2 separate regions of the Mus musculus genome follow, and region 2 is linked to region 1. The links are chromatin contacts, called in public promoter capture Hi-C maps. All regions are on one chromosome and are shown on one strand. Each heading gives the region's core, a stretch centred on a gene start, on an enhancer-like site or on the middle of the called end of the contact. The rest is flanking DNA. Distances are from core to core; before and after follow the strand shown.

Region 1 (5,879 bases), core at 3,319-5,818:
GGCACCAGCAGGAGGAGAGACAGATCCCGGAGACCCTCCCACTACCAGAGGGGCGGTGACCCAGTTTTGCATGGGCTCTTCCTCCCCTGGTAGGCCTGCACCAGTGAGGGCAGCAGCAGCAGTAGCCGCAGCCCCTTGGTACTGGCTATTAAGCTTCTGAAGCTGCATGCTGGCCATCAGGTGAGGGGTAGGATGCAGGTTGAAGGATGGGGGTTTGGAAGAAGGGGTGGCAGTAGGAGAGCCTATTGGAGATGTCGATCCAGAGGAGCTAGTGGGAACTCCGTTGGCTTTGGCTCCATTTGCGGTGACCCCGGGGTAGTGCAGGACAGTCACTGCCTTGCGATCCTTCACTCCAAGGTTGGAGTAGGCCAGAGAGTTCATCTCCTGGTTGGCATCCTAGAAGACAGAAAGGCATACCATAGTAGCCATCCTCCTGACTTTTCCTTTGGAATTCACGGGGATCTGGAATGCTCCTGAATGCTCTATATTTGGAGTTAGTGGGTAGGTGGTAGGAAGAGCCCTGGACAGTTAGGTTTCTTTTGCTATTGTGGTTCTGATTCCTAAGTTTAGACCTTAGCTGTAGCACTGGAGACCACATTACTGGAAGTGGGCCTCCCTCCCCTGCTACTCCATGTGCTCCCCTGTCTAAAAAGGGCACCCCGTTTTCTCTCTTCTCAGCCTCACTATAATCACTTTATCACAGTGGTCTTGTTCCAATTCTGCTTCTTTGACCCATTTCCTGCTGTCTCTTTCAACACCCCTAGTGAGTTTGATTCAACCACTTTTGAACAAGTTATTCTCATTTTCCCCAGACGAAGCCCTGCTGTATCTTCTCTGGTCAAGCAGTGCGGCTATAGGCCACACCTAGGAAGGCCAGGTGCGTGACCTCCTTCCCTAAAGTCCATCTTTCCATGCCTTAGTATCTCCATCTGTAAAATGATAAAACTCACCTCCTTCCCAGAGGTGGTGCCACCCTTGACATCAAGTGCAGGCCTCGACATAGTTGGCATTTCAGAGCCTGGGCAGAAGTCCGATAAATCGGTGGCAGTTGATGCCGCCAGCTGGGCCTGTTGGTCTGCAAGTAAAAGAGAAGAAATAATAAAGGTGAAGGGAGAACTAGAAAATTCCAAGTCGGGGTGAATCCATTCAGCTACACAAGGATGCTGATAGAGTTAAACTCAAAACAGAGAGCACCTGGGCCCAAGAGCAGAGACAGCTTTCACTCTGTCCTGGGCCAGGGGCATGTTCTATTCAGCCAGGGTCTAACAGTGACCCACAATGCCAAGAGAGGACACATGGACATTTCCTCATCCAGGTTATTTCAGAGTCCAGAGGTAGGGGTGACACTGTTTGTTTCTGGTTCTGAGAGCAGGCATGTTCCTGAGAAAGCAGTATACCATGGCAATGGACCACTAGCATCCAGGTCTTCAGTGGGACTGGGAAAAAATGAGAATTTAGAAGAAGGAAGATGTAGTAAGTCTCCAAAGCCCTGTCTTGGGCCATGCCTACAAAAAGACAGAAGATCAGGGTGTTCTGGAGACCCCAAGGCAGCAGGAACCCCATAGCATAACTGGGATAGCCCAGTTCCTCCATATCTCAAGCTTCTACAAGACAATTCTTAGATTGGGCTTTCCTAGGACAAGTGTCCCAGAACCCAGAACCAGGCCACACCCATGTGTGGCTGAGAGAAGAAAGGATTCTTCCTGGAGGGAAAATCCTCTGGGTTTTAGCAGGGAAGCAACAGCAGCAGTTTGGAGAGCATCATCTAGTAGTCCTATGCCACAGGCCTCTTCTAACCATTGGCCAAGTCGTCATACCTGAACTTACCCAGATGGCTACTAAAGCCATGGATGGATTCTCTTGCCCAAGTGCAAAAGAGATAAGGGAACGAGGGGGGGGGGCAAGATAAAACAAAACACCCTCCTCAAACTGGGAAAATTAAGGACCCCAACAGTCATTTCTCAAAGGGGCTAGAATTTGCTAGGACTCTACCCTCCTTCTTACTCCCAGTGGTCATTAAGAATGTGCTGGCTTCTAAAGTTACCATTATCCCCCTATTTTCCCCCTTTTGATATCAGCCTACTGGGGGGAAAAGGATGGAAGCAAAAGAGAAAACACGGGGGTGGGGTGGGGGTGGGGGTAAGGGAGAGGCACTTGCTGGGTTCCGCACCACTGCTTGACTGAAGAGGCAACCCTAGGATATTTCAGCCATCTATCTCAAGACAAGGGCGCCTAAGGTGCACCGTCGTCAGGAGGGCCAGCACTGCCCTGCCACTATTTCAAGTTCCTCATCGCTTCATCTTCCTATCCATCTTCTTTCTCCCGTGCGCTACTCGTACCCCAGTGTACTAAAAAAGGAAAAAAAAAAAAAACCCAAGAGCAACAAGAAGGGGCGGGGGAAATATGAGGAAAGTGCGTGTGTTCTGGTGTGGGCTCGCCGGGCAGGCTCTTGTAACATTTCCCTCGTGGCGCGCCAGCCCGCACCCCTCGGGAAGCTCCGGAGTCCGTCTAAGAGGCGATTGCATACCCCCCACCCCCACCCAACAACCCCAGTTTCTGTCTCCTACCCCACCCTTCCGTTCATTTGAGGGAAAAAACTTGGTTGACGGATGTCTGGGTCTGCTCCGAGCCACGAAGTGGTGACCGCGGAGCAGCGGCGAGGCTCCGCGGGGAAAAAAAAAAAAAAAAAAGCGGCGCAACAAGTGCGGACTCCGCGGCTCGCGTCTCCTGCCTCCCTCCCGCCGCCCGGCCTCGCCTGGCTACCCTCCGAGAAAGCCTTCGCCAACGCTGTTGGAGGGTGAGAAGAGGAAAGAGAAGGGGGGTGGGGTGGGAAGAGCGCGGCAGGTGGGGGGGGGTCATCTCGAACCTGTCCCGAGAGCAAAAGTTAAAATGGCACCAACCGGTATACTCCACCTCCATTGCTACTGAGAAATCTAAATGTCCAAACAGCACTGCGGCTTGGCTTGCACGCTCTCCAAGCAGCCCAGCTAGACTCGCCACCTTAAAACTAAAGGCCCCTTGTTTACGGACAGCTCGCCGGGGCCTCCTCGACGCGCCCGGAGAGAGCCACCGAGGCGGGCTTGGCCGAACGGAGCCCGGCACGCCAGGCGCGAGCACCAGTGCCGGAGGGCTCCAAGCGTCCTTTACCTCAGGTGCTCAGAAGCAGACAGGCGACGAAGCACGGGGTCTCCGCGTCAGCGCGACTTTGGGGACCCGCAGCGTCTCCGCGCGCGGGGGCGCACTTTGGCGCCAGCGGCAGTGGCTCGCGCGCCTCACAGACACTTCCGAGCGCCCTCGGAGCGTCCGCTGCTGCCGCTGCTCGCAGCTGGCTAGCAAAGATTCGAGGTGCCGAGGTGGGTGCGATAACTTAACCCAAGGTCACAACGTTAAAAGTGGCATGGTTCAGACTAGCTGTCCCGCCCCTGATCAGGCTCCCCGTGAGGCAGAGGCTGGGCGCCGCGCGGCCGCTTCCCCCGAGAGGGGCGTGTGCACGGGGGTCGTGCTGCGTGGGGAAAGCAAGTTGCCAGAATGTTCCAACTTGCAGCACGCAGCTTGGCTGAGTTCAGCCAGAAGCCCTTCTCGCTTCCAGCCCCCCAGGAAACAAGAGCTTTGTGCGGCCCCCGAGCGGCCTGATGCAGTCCTGGGTATTGGCAAAGTCGGGGAAGCAGAGCCGGAGAAAGCGCGGGCGCCGGAGTGGATGTGCTGCGGGTTTCTCCGGACAAGTGGGCTCCGCGTCCCGCGGGCCGGCCCGGGCTGCCGCCCCTCTGCCCGGCAGCTCCGGCAGCAAACAAGTCCCCCAGCCCCGCGGCCAGCTTGGCCGCCTCCGGTGCCCTCGGCCCCTGCTGCCCAGCCCAGCGTCCTGCCGGGCGGCCCGGCTTACCTCCGCGAAGCTGCTTGCCCGGGAGAGGAAAGCTCACAGGAGCTGAGGTACGGACGAAGCGACCTAGCCCCGAGCCCCCTTGGCACGCACACTGCCGCCGCCGCCGCTAGCCACTCGCTTCAGAGTCCCCAGCCGCACGGGCGGCCACGCGACCCCAGGGCGCCTGGGAAAAGCCTGCACCGCCGCGCCGCGCCGCGCCGCCGCACCGCACCGGGCAGCGCCGAGCTGCCCCGACCCGCGCTCTTGCCGGCCCGCAGCTCCGGCGCCCGGACTCCGGGGCGGTGGCGATCACAGCCACCACGCTTGGTTCTCGGCGCGGGGACCGGGCTCTTAAGCCCCCACTGCCTCCCGTAGAGCCCTGGCGCACAAGCACACAGCAGCAGGCTGGCCTCGGCTAGGAATCCCAGGAAGGACAGACCCCTTTCCCCCCTTTTTTCCCTCTCCCCCCAATTTTCACGTCTTTATAACCAGCTTAGAGCATTATTAGCACATGTCCTGGCTCGTGGGCGAGTTGGTGGCAAAATCTGAACTGGATACTTACGGAGGGCCCGAGTGGGTGCTGTGCCTTCCTCGCGTCTGGTCCTCTCTGCCAGGAGCAGCCCCGCGCCGATAGGTTGTGGGAGGAGCAGCCGGGCGGAGCTAGCTTCCTCACCGCAGCTCGGCAGCGCACTTCTGCAGCTGTGCCGCCGGGAACATTTTATAGCGGCGGGCTGGCGTGTGTGGCCCTTTAAAGGCGCTCGAGCTGGTGCAGTCACCGTGGATCTTGTGAAAGCAAAGGGCGGGCTAGGGAACAGAGTGCGTGCGTCCCCTCCTGTCCCTCAGCCCTGGGGGCACGACGCAGCTACTGGGGTGGGGCTGATGGTCTCTGATTATGGTCACTTCTCGCCCAGTGCTCTGGCCTATACTTGTTTTTCTAAAACTAGTGACAGCCCGAACCTGGGACGTGGGCTCTCCCCACCACCCTGCATGGACTTGCCCAATAAATTCCACTTAGTAATTTTACCGAGGCGAGGGAGAGCTGTTAGTGTCTGTTTTCTGACCTAAATCAAGTGGGTCGCCAGGACGGGCTTCAATGGATAGAGAGAAGAGCTGTTGGCTTAGGGAAAGGTCCAGAAGAGGGACTTGCACACGGGACGGTGTAGGCAAGGCACGGGTCTTAGTTTTCTGCAGGGCTTCCTCCGAGCCGGTTTGCTCTTTTTGAGCTATGTCTTCTCATCGTGGAATGGCCGAGGTTGGCGTGTCCCTTACCCCCTAAACTCCCTACATTTTGTGCAGGGGCACTTAGAGAGATCATATGGCAGCGGTGGCTTCCCTCAAGGCCCAAGGTTGGTTTCAAGGCTTTCTGTCCTGTGGTCATCCAGGGCAGAAGGAGGCTGGCAGGATGCGACGACGCTGGGAAATGCTGTTCTACCGGACCGTGGGGCTAGGTGCATGCATGCAACTCACATGGCTCACGGAAAAGCCAAGAACAGGCAGCGGGTTCGAAAAGATTGCCACTGAGTTCGCAGAGATTCCTCTTGCCACGATGCCAGGTTATTTTATTATGATTATATAATTATTCACATCTAGCAAGAATAACATCTTGCACGTAGAGCACGTCTCTTGTGTTGGTAAGGTGTCTTACAATCCTCACTGAAAGATATCTGGGGCTTCTCATTTCAAGGCATGTTCCCTGTGGGTAGAAACTCTCACCTCATTCACCCCTTGCAGGAAGGCCACCAGGATTACTGTCCTCTAATCAAGCCTCCCCCATTCCCACCCTACACCCCCCCCCCCACCGTCCACACACACACTCCTTCCATTCAACAATTCAGTTTATACTGTTTGGAAAACATTGTCGTTTGAAAAAGTACGATGTTAAGGAAAAGGGGGTGTGAGTGGGGGGAGGACTGTTACAGAGTCATTTCACTGTCTGTGTCTTGTGTCTTTTTAGTTGGCTTTGATGACCTGAAGATCTTTTTTCTTTCTGATTTTTTTTTTTTTTTAGGATCGCAAAGTG
Region 2 (5,939 bases), core at 1,321-3,820, 33 kb after region 1:
CACAATGCATTTTGGTCACAGTCACCCCATTATACATTTACTCCCCATCTCCTCCAGCTGAACCCCGTCTCCCAACCACGTCTTTCTTACTTTCTTTTTCTTTTTTTTTTTTTTTGTTTTTGGTGACTGAGTTTAATAAGTGTTCAACCAAGCAAACTCATTTTGAGCTTACTACTTTATTTGTGGGACTATGAGTAGAGCCTAGGGCCTCATGGATATAGGCAGGCAGGCAGGCAGGCAGGCAGGCAGGCAGGCAGGCAGGCATTGCACACTGAGCCATATACCCCAACCCCAGCCTATTTTTCCATTGTGAAAATAAAATTCGATTCACTGAGGAAATCTGGAGAAAAAAAAAAAAAGCTCCAAAAGCAAACCAAAGCATCTTATGATTTCCTGGTCCACTGAAGTCCATCTCACCATCTCAGTTTCTTTTTGGTGCATTTCCTTGTGGCTGTTACTGCCTTTATAACTCAGGACAGAGCTGTTCTTAACTTGCTGTGTTGGGCTTGTAGATGCTGGCTCTGGGTATTTCAATTTTGCTCGGTAAATTTTTAAGACGTTATCCTTGCCCTTTACCTGTTGCTTTTTTTTTTTTTTTTTTAGCCCACCGTTGCCTAGCTTTTCTTTCTCTTCTTCCCTCTCCCTTATCCTCTCTTGTCTCTCCTCCTCTATTTTTGAAGTGCTAAGGGACAGACTCCAGGGCTGTGTGTAGGCTGAGCACTAACTGCACTCCAGGCCAGCATAGCCTATAGGAATGCAATGAATGACAGTCTGGAGGCCCCTGCACTGGTACCCTCTGACGCTTGGCCCAAGGTCATCAACTCAGTAACTTTTATGGATCCTGTTGGGCTAGAACTAAGGCAGAGGTGGTTCTCAGGCAGTGCCTTCTTGACCAGGAGAATGGGTCCCATGGCAAAAGGCAACCTTTTGTGGGTATCCCCTGCACCTTATACTACTCTCTCCACATAGGGGGGATATCCTTGACCAGGGCAATTCCCACCTAAAAGGGCCACAGGGCACTAGCTAGCCATTGTTCCTACCAGGTGGCTGCCTCTCATGACTGAGGCCTTCATAGGGACCCTGGGGGTAGCTGGAAAGGACTGTATTGGGAAACTCAAGTGGGATAAGCAAACCTTTGAGAGGGCAAACCTTGGCACCTGCCCATTCAGCCAGCCATTCCCCACTTTCCAATTCTTTGAAATCCCCCTTCTTTTCAGCACAAGCCAAAGTGCCTTAAGCCTAGAGTGTATAATTAGAATAGTGGACATTTGAAGCGACTGGTACTTCTAGTCCACCAGACACTCTCACTGTTTAATAAAAGCATGGCTATTCCCAGCTCAGGACAGACTCAAGGCTTTCTCACTCCCTTCTGTGGAATGCTCTTGCTTGCCTGGGGGGAACTTCAGGTTAGCCATCCCTCCAGATGCTGCTGAGGGCCTGTTGGGCAAAGCTTGCAATTCAGAGATTCCCAGCTTTGTGCATATATTTGCTTTTCTTTTTCCCCTTGCCCCAGGCCAGGACTGGGCTGCGCTTGTGTCTCTTAGACTTGTCACAGTGGTTGAAAGAACTTAATAAACATTTGGTCAATCATGTTATAAAAATCCCACCAAATGGTCGTCTTCCCCCATAGTTTGCCATCTTTCCCCATCACACCAGCCAACTGTCATGTGAATCAACTGTCTACACTTGAGCTGCAAGTGTCCTGTTTACCCATGGAAATGCCCTTTGAGGGAAATGCCTTCCGACCCATGAGTCCTTGACAGAGCAAACGGCTCCTCAGAATGTAGCAGGCCCCTTTTCATGGATGCAGAGCCTATAACTCCGCACCTTCTTTTTCATGGTCAGACTCCAGCGCAGGACAGAGCTTGTCATCTGGTCTGGGGATACACTAGTTCCCCAGGAGGGTCCAAAATTTAAGGTGAGAGTCCCAGGCTGGCCAGGGCAGAGTATGGGAACAAGAGGGCCATTTTTGACCTTTGGTGGCAGGAAATGTTCAGAACTGTGTGTGCTGTCGGTAGCAGTAACAGAGCGGTGGGACGAGCTACATTTTCAAAACTTTTATTAAGAACAACTGGAGTGCATCATACTAAAACAAAAGTGGTAGACTCCTCCTTACCTCCCAGTCTGCTGATACCCCTCCCCCACAGGTCTCTATCTAAATGGCCCCGAGGGCCGAACCTGCCCATCTGCTGACCCCCCTACCCAACCCCACTCTTCTGCAGCTCCTGACTTGTCCCCTTTATGAAGATAAAATTCTTCCCCCCAACTTGCTTAAAAATAATTTTGAACCATTAAAAACTGCATTTGTGTTTTAAAATAAACACTTTAAACACTGGCTATCTTCTTCTTCCCCTTAGGCCTGGCTCCGGGGTGCCTGGCTCCTCACCCCAGGAGGCCAGCTGCCACTTGGTGCCCCTTGGAAATTTTCAGGAAGTAATTTCTTCCAAATTTCCCCTGCAGTCACAAATTCCACAAACCGCTTGCATCAACACACTGTCTTCATTATAGGCACTGCTGCCCAGCTCTGGGAACCTGATCTCTTTTTGTCAACTAGACCACATGCTTCAGATTCCCTGCAGACAGGAGAGAAAACACAATTCAGATTCAGGTAACATGTATGAATTACATATCTCAATAGGGCTGTGAAGAAGGAAATACGCATTTACATTTTGGAGCTGAAAATGAGACTGTGGTGGCCCTTTTTATGGGGATAAGCCCTAAATGATGAGGGAAAAAGGGCCTAGATATTCCTGTTATCCTAGAACGTATTATGCAAGTTAGTAAGTTTTTTCACCACCAGGGCAGTGGACTGCTGATAGTGGGTGGGTCCAGGCCAAGCCAGAAGAACCATACAGCTAATCCCAATGCCACCACCAGTCAAGAGTTATAAAGAAAACAAATGGTTTTTAGACACACACACACACACACACACACATACACACACACACACACACACACACACTCACACACACACTCATTATACATATACTGATGTGCACATCCAGGTAACAATTTTCAGAGTTCACAGTTAGCTGCATCAAATCTTCCTTTAACCCTAGCCTTTTTGTCACCCTTAGCAGGGTACAGCCCTTCTGGCACTTTTTCTCATGGGAACCTGTGTAGTATGGAGTAAGGGACCCCAGAGTTCTGTTGGGAAAGCACTGCACAGGACTAGGCTTTAAAAGGAATCAGTTCCCTCACTTGGTCCCTGGTCAGTTTTCTCTCTGCTCTATTTCCTTGGGTTGAAACATGAGTCTAAGCTCCACTGCCTGACTGTCCTCTAGAGCAGGAAGAATACTGTTCTACTTTAAGTTCCACCATCTCGCGGGGAGCCTCCCTCCCACTAGCAGGTATACAGTAGATGGAGCTTGATGGATGAGTGCAAAAGGCAGGAAAGGAGGAGGTGATCAGAACGGAGCAGTTACTATTCTATTTTCAAGTAAAAGAAAATCTTACTTAGATTTTGGTGCTGGGAATCAAATCCTGATCCTTGTGAATGCTAGGAAAGTATTCTATAATTAAGTCCTGCTTCTGTAACTTTAAAAGTAATCTATAGTAAAACCAACTTTCTTTTATGCACAGACCTGAGCCAGTCAGCCAGACACACACACACACACAGACACACACAGACACACACACGACACAGTAACCTATAGTAAAACCAACTTTCTTTTATGCACAGACCTGAGACAGACAAACAGACAGACAGACAGACAGACACACACACACACACACACACACACACACACACACACACACACACACACACACACACACACACACACACGACACAGAAGCTTTCTAACTCCCCAAACCTTTAGGGGCTGTATCCTCTGGCTTGCCTGGCAGCTCCTGAGTTGTTGTTTGTCACTACAGTGGTGTCTTATCACACAGTGCAGAGCCAAAGGAAGTTGCAAATGACAGCAACAACAAAACTCAGGTTAGTGAGGGCCCTTGTGGCCTTCAGCAGGTTTTTCCAATTAGCATTTTGTATGACTGGTGTTAATATCAAAACTTGGTAGTCATTGGCATCATTCACAGATATTATTTGTATTTCAAGAGTCTGACATGTACTTGTGTGTTAATAAGTATCCAGCTCTGTATAATTTTGTCACAAGTGTAGATTCATATAATCTTATTCTAATTGTGAAAATCTAATCACTCCCACCCCTCCCCCTTCACCTACTCTAGGATCTGACAACCATTAATGTTTTTCATCTCTAAAACAGTTTCACATCCAGAAATGTTATATACATGGACTATTCCAGTATGTAAACGTTTGCAACTAGCATTTTCATTCAGTGTACTGCTTTTAAGATGTATCTAAAAAAAAAGGTGGAGAGAGATGGTGATAAGGGTGAATATGATCAGTATATATGATACACATGTATGAAAATGCCAGTGGAACACATTATTTTGTACAATTAATATACATTAATAAATGTAAAACAACCCACCCAAGTTGCTGTATGCAAGAAATACCCATGCATGTGGCATGGTCTATCTAACCAATACCCACTAAAGAACAACTGAGCTTTTGGTTATTATGAATAAAGCTTCTACGAACATATACATGCGAGGTTTTCTGTGAACACGGTATACATTTAGTTTTTATAAGAAACTGAAGTGTTTTCCAGAGTCTCTGTGGCATTTCCGCTGTTACCAGGGATGCGGTAGGAAGCTGGTTTCTCCACATCCTTGCCAGTGTTCCGCTCGCCTAGTCTGGTGGATACATAGTGATACCTTGCTGTGATCTTACTTTGACCTAATAGCTAATGATGTTAAACATCTTTTATGTGCTAAATTTGCTATCTGTACATTCTTTTTTAAATGTCTTATGCCCATTTTTTTAATTTGTATTTTTTTCTACTGTTGAGTTTGGAGAGCTCTTTGTATGTTTTAGATACAAATCTGTTGTTGGGTATATGACTTGCAAATATTTTATCTCAGTACATTTGTTATCTCTTCATTCTACTAACACATTTTTTTGCAAAGCAAAAGTTAATTTTGATGAGGCCAAATTTAGCAGGTTTTTTTTCATCTATTTTAGATGGTGGTTTTGGTGTTTGAAACAAACTCAAAATGCTTCTTGGCCCCTGCCTGATTCTTCATGCCTTGGTTCATGCCCCCTTATTTCTTATGGGTTCCCGAATTTTACTTCAAGATGTCTCCATGTTCAGTCATCTTTCTCTTGGCACTGCTTAACCTTTATCACATCTCTTACTTGGGTCACTGTCTTAGCCTCTTCATTGATGCTTTTGCTTGTAGGGCTGCTTCTTGGTCACTGCCAACTTTGGTCACACTCTTTCCCGAGCCAAGACATTTCAGTATCCCCTACCATCTGGAAGTAAAGCCTAAAGCTTTCTCCTGGACAGGCTCTGTCCTTGGGGTCCCTGCTGAGGGCAGCCCACAGGCTGATGTCCTGAAGCAAGGATCATCTGTAAGCATGGTCACTGCTTGGAGAAGAAATGAATATGTGAAAGAATAAGACTCTGTGGCACTATGATTTAGCAACACATGACCACAAAGAGGAAAGGTGGATGCTGGATTCTGTTATGCCTGACTTACATTTGGAGGCAATTAAGTAAAACAACAAGAATAACTTCTACCAATAGCTGACGATGAGCAAGGTTGGATCTGGGTAACCATAAACATGTAAACTTAAATTATGCCCATTGTTTCTTTCCTGATGTCTAGCTTTTCTAGCCGTGGGTGGTAGCCTGAGAAAATTCTAAAGGCTAACACAGTCTGAGGCTTGGGAGACAGTGCAAGAGGAAGGAGCAAACAGAACTTAGAGGCATCTTGTGGTTAGCCTTCAGGTCAGAGGGGGCCAACATAAATGCCAAGAGAGCCCAAGAATCCACGTGAGCAAAATCCAACTAGGGCAAGGCATGGAGCTCCTGTTTATCATTTGACCACCTTGAACCATGACCAGTGTA

Evidence for each region. Promoter capture Hi-C pulls out the DNA fragments that hold promoters and counts their contacts.
Region 2: a promoter capture Hi-C map of second pharyngeal arch cranial neural crest shows a contact between it and region 1, with 3 times the contacts expected there. The contact joins the enhancer-like site here to the promoter of Cited1 in region 1. A contact is called at or near these places in 6 of 39 promoter capture datasets (embryonic stem cells, frontonasal cranial neural crest, pre-B cells and 3 more), 1 of 484 Hi-C or Micro-C datasets (reprogramming fibroblasts), 2 of 115 datasets of contacts at active chromatin or transcription factors (embryonic forebrain and embryonic stem cells) and 2 of 9 other capture datasets (adipose tissue and liver).

The regions. Positions count from the first base shown.
Region 1 is chrX:102,247,613-102,253,491 of GRCm38.p6, forward strand. It overlaps Cited1 (Cbp/p300-interacting transactivator with Glu/Asp-rich carboxy-terminal domain 1), which reads right to left and starts at 4,569. Exons shown (of 3, transcript NM_001276466.1): 1 at 4,422-4,569; 2 at 951-1,075; 3 at 1-396. The coding sequence starts at 1,010. Gm14858 (predicted gene 14858) reads left to right here and starts at 5,039. Exons shown (of 3, transcript NR_040285.1): 1 at 5,039-5,412; 2 at 5,868-5,879.
Region 2 is chrX:102,282,596-102,288,534 of GRCm38.p6, forward strand. It overlaps Hdac8 (histone deacetylase 8), which reads right to left. Exons shown (of 11, transcript NM_027382.4): 11 at 2,043-2,573. The coding sequence ends at 2,551. Among named protein-coding and RNA genes, the nearest start is that of Gm32262, 11 kb to the right of the region's middle. Within about 2 kb of position 2,571, at least 6 of the 459 cell types and tissues checked have an H3K27ac peak or open chromatin away from gene starts, as enhancers often do. A contact at or near this core is called in second pharyngeal arch cranial neural crest, where this site is marked.